Linked DNA regions of Danio rerio: region 1 is linked to region 2. The links are chromatin contacts, called in public Hi-C maps. All regions are on one chromosome and are shown on one strand. The core of a region is the stretch at or near the end of the contact, and the rest is flanking DNA. Distances in the headings are between cores, read along the strand shown. Region 1 holds the start of pmvk (phosphomevalonate kinase). Region 2 holds the start of znf407 (zinc finger protein 407).

The links. A called contact is a pair of places that touch in the nucleus more often than the background predicts.
Region 1: a Hi-C map of hematopoietic stem cells shows a contact between it and region 2, with 2.4 times the contacts expected there. The contact joins the promoter of pmvk here to the promoter of znf407 in region 2. A contact is called at or near these places in 2 of 18 Hi-C or Micro-C datasets (caudal fin and hematopoietic stem cells).

The regions. Positions count from the first base shown.
Region 1 is chr16:7,227,465-7,230,923 of GRCz12tu, forward strand. pmvk (phosphomevalonate kinase) reads right to left here and starts at 1,629. Exons shown (of 5, transcript NM_001083579.2): 1 at 1,459-1,629; 2 at 1,314-1,377. The coding sequence starts at 1,547. eaf1 (ELL associated factor 1) reads left to right here and starts at 2,257. Exons shown (of 6, transcript NM_001002115.1): 1 at 2,257-2,430. The coding sequence starts at 2,328.
Region 2 is chr16:7,011,450-7,015,217 of GRCz12tu, forward strand. znf407 (zinc finger protein 407) reads left to right here and starts at 1,559. Exons shown (of 10, transcript XM_073925777.1): 1 at 1,559-1,630.

The sequences.
Region 1 (3,459 bases), core at 379-2,878, 220 kb after region 2:
ACACACTGCTAACAAGTTTTAGCTTGTTGTTTGCACAAGTTTCAAATCACTGACAGCATTTTTAACAAATTGTTAGCATGTTTAAATATATTTTAATAATAAGTTCAAGATGATCATTTATTGAACTGTACTTGAATAAAAAAATACACTTATTTGTGAAAATTAGGATTTTTGTACATCATTTAATCACTTTCCTTCAGCAGAGGGCGCCACAGCGGAATGAACCACCATAAACAAAATATATTGCTGCATTTTATTCAAACAGTAAAATAAATAATATGTTTATAGTCATTTTTTTGTGTTAATTACAATTTTATTCATTGTTCTTATCACTTGTTAATTGTAGTGTACACTACCTGACAAAAGTCTTGTCGCCTGTCCAAGTTTTAGGAACAACAAATAATAACTTGATCTATAGTTGATCACTTGGTATAGAAAGTGGCTTATATGAAAGGCAAAGGCGTCTAGATTATGATTATTTTAGCAAAATAAAATATGATCATGCCTTGATTTTTAATTATTTAATTAAGGTCTGACTTTGCTTAGACAAAAGTCTTGTCATTAACAGAAATAATGTCCAGTATAGAATATTAAGTCATGCTGCAGTGGAAAATAATGAATATTGTGTATGACTCCATCATGAGCTTGGAGGACTATTAATAAAGTCATCTGGAATGGCAAAGAACGCGTTCTTGCAGGACTCCCAGAGATCATCATGATTGCTTTGGATTCATCTTCAGGACTTCCTCCATCTTCATCCCCAGACATGCTCAATAATGTTCAGTTCTGGTAACTTGGCTGGTCAATCCTGGAGCACCTTGACCTTGCTTACTTTTAGGAACTTTGACGTGAAGGCTGAAGTATGAGAAGAAGCGCTATCCTGCTGAAGAATTTGCCCTCTCCTGTGGTTTTTAATGTAATGTACAGCACAAATGTCTTGATACCTCAGGTTGTTGATGTTGCCATCCACTGCAAATCTCTTGCACGCCCCTATACTGAATGTAACCCCAAACCATGATTTTTCCTTCACCGAACTTGACTGATTTCTCTGACAATCTTTGATCCATGCTGTTTGCAATAGATATTCTGCAGCATTTTTGATGATTTAAATGCAGATCAACAGATGATTCATCTAAAAAAAAATAAAATAATAATCTACCTTCTGCCACTTCTCCAAATGATCAACTAGAAGTGAGGTATTATTTGTTGCTCTTACAACTGGGCTCGACGACAGGACTGTCAGGTAGTCAGTGTACTTTATTTTGCACCACGAACGTGAGTTATTTCAGTTAGGTTGCAGAAGTGTAACTTACCTTTGCGTACTGCTCCTTGAGGGGTGCAGACAGTCTGAGAATACAGCACATCTCTGCAGTCAGTCTGAAATATAAAATAAAAGCATCTTTATTACCGAGTTTAATCTGTTCACGCGACAGGGCTATAGAGAACTAGAGAACTTACCTTTTCTGTATTAAATCTGTCACATAGTCCTTTCCTGACTTTCGCTTCCCACTGAATAACAGAATGATGCTAGGTTGTGTAGTTGCCATGGTTGTAATTACATGTGATGTGTACTTCATACTCGTGTACACAACTGACACATGTCGAGGACTACAGCCTTCAATATGAATCAGGAACCGCTTTATGTCGCTTTACCGTAACTACCAAAAAAATGTAACCTAAAAATAATATAAGCGTCTTTGGTTCTTCTGTTTGCTTAACTATTTTCTTTATTTGTGTTACTTTAAAACTTTATTGGCGTATGCGATGTTTTTTCTGTCATCTAAAAGGATATCTAAGTGAAATGTGGAAGTGTGGAAACAGGATGTTTGGTGTTTTTGTGTAGCTACGGTAATCGGACGAGTGTCACGCCATCAACTTACTGGGTATGTGCTAAATATATTTACATTTCATGTAAATAAGTTACCAGAGTGTTTTTAATTTATGCAGATATTTAAATAGTATCAGAAAAAGTTCAATAAAATAATAATCTTACATTGTTTACGTATTTATAAACACTTTTTTTCACTGACCCGGAAGTGAAACCACAAAAACGTTTGTTTCTGTATTTCATTCTTATTTGTTATTCCCCAAGTGCGGTTTATAAAGGAAATTATTTTTTAAGTGATAAAACTTGTATTTTTAAAAGTAAAATAAACCAAACATCTAAGGTGAATGCGTTATTTTTGGTTTCTGTGACCCGGAAGTTTTGAATCTGTCAGGATTGTTTTGCTTTTAGCGTCTTCTCCTTTTGTCTTTGTTTACATGTGGATAAACCGAGGATTTTTTCATTTTGGGTGAAGTTGGTGAATTCAATGTGACGCGCAGTGATGAACGGCAGCTCGAACCCGCCGCTGGATAAAGAAGAGCATGTGTTGAAGCTCGGGGACAGTTTTGAGAAGAGACCAAAATCATCCTTTCACACCATCAGATGTGAGTCCATCAAGAGAGACATAACATGCGTTATTCAAAGTATATCCCAACTAGAAATTTTCAGTTCTCTACATGCTCTAAGCATATTACCAAGCAATGTTGCATTACTGTTTTCCGCGGGTAGTTTTGTTTTAGTTCCCAGAACATTCTCTTAAAACAGTGCTCACCAAACTTGTTTCTGGAGGGCCGGTGTCCAGCAGATTTTAGCTCCAACCCTAATCAAACACACCTGAACAAGCTAATCAAGGTCTAACTAGGTATACTTGAAACATCCAGGCAGGTATGTTGAGGCAAGATGGAGCTAAACCCTGCAGGGACACCGGCCCTCCAGGACCAGGATTGGTGACCCCTGTCTTAAAAGATAGGAAAACATTTTCTATAATAATATTAACCACATTCGCACACCTTCAAATCTAATACTTCTTTGCTAAAAGGAAATAGGCCAATAAACCACTTTTTATAGCAATACGTTTATTAAAAAAAAAGTTATATTATCAAATATTCATCTTAAAAAATATTTTTTGTTTTAGTAATGTAATTTATTCAGCCAGGATTTAGTGAACTCACAATATTTTGTAAAAAACAGAGAAATTATTTCAGTTCTTATATATATAAAAAGGCCTAAATAGATGCAAGGTCATTCAAATATTTTGCTCTTCTCTGACTAACACACAGGTGTCAAACTCAGTTCCAAAAAGGCCGCAGCTCTGCACAGTTTAGTTCCAACCCTAATTCAACACACCTGATCAAACTAATTGAGTCCTTCAGGCTTGTTTGAAACCTACAGGTAAGAGTGTTGGAGCAGGGTTGGAACTAAACTGTGCAGGGCTTCGGCCCTCCAGGAATTGAGTTTGACACCCCTGGACTAACACAAATACTTGCGACTGGTTCATGAGATCAGTCAGGGGTGCGTTTCCCAAACAATGACGTAACTCGCGGCTTCATCATGTGATGCATAGTTTGGGAAAAGAACAATTGAATGTAGTGACGAGTGTTTCCCAAAACCCATAGTTTCTCTGTCACAGATCC
Region 2 (3,768 bases), core at 309-2,808:
GTTATTCAGTTTCTAAGGTAAACGTAGAGGTTTTTTTTTTTTTTTTTATGTTTTTAAACATGTTGTAAAGAAATCAGTGTTTTTGAAGCTAATGAAGATGGTAGATGTCAATGGTTTATTTTAACCATGTAACCAGACATGTTTACTGTTCCAAAATATTATAAATGTTTCCTAAAATGTAATATATTGTGTTAAATGGGGGGGGGGGGGGGGGGGGGGTTTACTAAGACATTTTTACTAATACATTTTTTCATTTATATATTTTTATCCAAGGTCATCATACTGTCAGAAACTTATACCGGTCCATGCCTACTGCTCTTAAGTACTTTTGAAAGGTCTAATTTTACTCTTTGAGTAATGTTTACAAAAGTTACTTTTACTCTACTTGCACCTCATTTTTAGACAAGTATTGGTACTTATACTTAAGTATGATTTTTCAGTACTCTTTTCGCATCTGTATATCAATCAGGCAGTGAAGATCACAGATTTTTAAAGAAATAAGACCTTAACATGACAATTTTATAATAGAAAGACAGTTCACCGAAAGCGCTGGCTGGCTAAAATTCAAAGTGCATGTGTATACCCTATTCATCTAGTTTGCCCAACAAACAAAAACAACACTATAATAAAAGTAAAACAGTATTAGTAAAAACTCCCCACCTTTCTTTCAGCTAATTCGCTTCCTTGCTCAGGGCTTGCCACAACGGAATGAACCACCAATTCGTAGTGAACACTTTTGAAATGTAAAAAATACGTTGAGCTGTGCTTTCGTTGCATTACACCATCTTTACCACCAGATGGCTGTTATGTTTCGAGTAGGCCTACCTAGAAACAGTGAATCATTTTGCTTTGAATCATTTGATTCGAGTTTCCAGAAGCTTTGTTTGTATCCTCGCTACCAACAAGATCACTTTTCAAAGGGTGACTTCATTTATTTTTTGAATAAAGATATATTTTGGCCAGATTTGTCGGTGTTTATTCAGTTTTATATTACATGTGACTTTTCCTTCTGTTTTAATAATATTTTCTTTGGTTGTTAGACGATTCTCAAGAAAACTTGGGAAAAGGGTTTATAATTAATTTATGTTTTCTGTTAGCCAAGTTTTATATTCATAAACAAAGGTTTATTCGCTCTAAAGCTTTTTATTATTATTATTATTATTTACCCATAAATGACTGTAAGCAATATTTGGAAACTATCCGGTCTAGAATTTAGTCCAAAAGCAATGAAAACTGTTTTTTCTCCTTGTTTTTTTTAAGATGTAACTTTATTACATTATTTTTGTCATTATTACCCTGGTGTTATGTATGTTTTTGGGCTTATTGCTGTGCTACTTTTACATTTATTTGTCTCTGTGTTTATAAATGTATTTGTTCTATCAATTTACATTGATAAAAATATTTAAAAAGAAGTTCATACAACGGTTCACCGAGTCATTTGGGGTTCAGCTCAGCGATAGGAGCACGTGATGCAGATGGAACCAGTTTGAGGTTGCCATCTACTCCATCGTGAAAACATCCCTGGCTTACGTCTTACGTATCGGTTGACGTAACAGCTAGCAGACTACGGTGCGCCGTTTGTGACCAAGAGCAGAACGCGCGAACTGAAGGAATACGAGCAACATTTCAGGTAATAGCATTCAAACTAAACTTTTTTAAACAGCATAAACGCAGATCTGATGTTATAAGCGTAATATATGCAGGTTAACTATGTTCCTGTCGCTAACTAGCGCGTAAGCTAAAGGATTTATAAGTGAGTCATGATACGCTTTTGGGGCCTCTGTGCTGCCGTCGTTTCAGTACTCAAGCGAAAGCCCGCCTTCCCCGTGTTTTAATTGGACGAACGCAAGAATTCCGGCTTTTGATTGGACGAGAGCCACGCCAGCCAAATAAAGTAACGGCAATAGGAAGTAAAAAGGAAACGTTTTCATGTCAGAGAAAGAAGATAAACATGGCAAACTGGGTTAATTAAAGTTTAACATTACTGTTTAAAGTTTATATATTAATTTTCCGACACCAACTGTTTTAGCCATATAACGTTAAATAATGTACAAGTAGAGACTACTATATATAAACCATTGCATTAAAGCGCTTACCTTATTGTGTTTATATGTCAGCGGAATATATTTACAACATTGCAGTGTAAAAGTTAGTGTAACAGAGTGATTATAAATGCAAGCTTCTTTTTATTATGCTCATTTCATTATTAATATTATATATTCAAGTATGTTATTTATTGTGTTCAATTTTAAACTGTTGACTCTATAAGTTTCCATTTTCATTTTTACTTTCATTCTCGCTTATAACAATTTAAGATAGAATTATGTGTTTAATTCATATAGTTTTTGGTCTGTATGACTAAAACAATATTGAAGAACAAGCTTCTACTTCAGTTCAGCTATCAAATATAATATAAATATCTCAGTTCAGAGTGCAATGTCAGTGTTTTGTATTCTGTTATTTGATTCACGTATCAGGTCTTGTATCAGAACAATAACCCGCACTAAACATTTGTTATAAAATAGTTTAAAGTGATCTTTCTCAAGTTTTTGGTACATTTCCTGGTAGTCAACAACATTGTTACCACCCTTTTACTATAATAAAATCATGTTTTGTTTTGTCACAGAAGTATGGTGGCAGTGAGCTAAACCGCTCTGCAAGTTATTAAAACACATGCAAATAGGAAAACACTCACAAATCTCCATCAAATTGACAACACACATACTCTAGCATAATTGCAAATTCTCCCATCACATGCAAAAAAAAAAGAAACATGCAGCAAGTTAAGAAAAAACATGCGTATAGAAAAAAAACATCAGTTTAATAGCACACATGCATGCAAATTCATTTTTTAATCTAGATTAAAATGGCTCATTTGAATTCTGCTGAAGGAATTCAGAATATATGTGCTACCTAAATAATACGTCTTTGAGAACGGGTTTCTCAAGCCAGATGGCGCATTAGACCAGGGGCTCATCTCCTGTTTTTAAAATGCATCACAAACTCCTTGAGAAACTGTTCTACTATAATAATTGGTGATGAAAATAAATGATGTTCAATAAGATGTACTTGTGTTTACTGTTTATTCAGTTAAACATGAATGTTGAACTGTAGGCCTACATAAGCTCGAAACAGTGATTTTTGATCACTTTAATCCAACTAAAGTCAGAGCTGAACTAAACAGAAATGGAATTAAGACATGTTGAGTATGCTTTTATTAGTGGCATTATTGAAGTAAACACTGCAATCAAACTATTACGATCATGTAGGACTTACCGCCAAATTTTCCGACAAGATCCACATATGCTGCTATCAATAAAGGACCGCACACACACACAAACACACACACATCACGGAATGCGGAATGTTTTTTTCTTTCCGTTTGGTGTGCGTTATTAAATTTCATGACACTCTCACCAGTCCTTACTCCTTATTTGCGTCTAATATCCTAGTTTGTCATGGCGGCATGAATGAAATGTTCATGATTTAAAGTGAAACTGCCGAACTGCAGTTAAAGTCAGGCATCCTGCTGATTTGATTCAGAAGGGCGCTTTTTTGTCAGACGGCTCACCGGCCAGGTATTCATCCGTGGTAAAATATTAAGGTGAAAGTCAACATAGCTTACGTAGAATACCCAGCTCCCAACCCAACTTTGAGAATAGATTAACAGCAATATTTTTTAATCGCCAGTAAGAGTCTCATGTTAACGCAGCGTGTTAACGCCGATAACGGCCCACCACTAATCCAAACCTGTACTAACAATTGCAG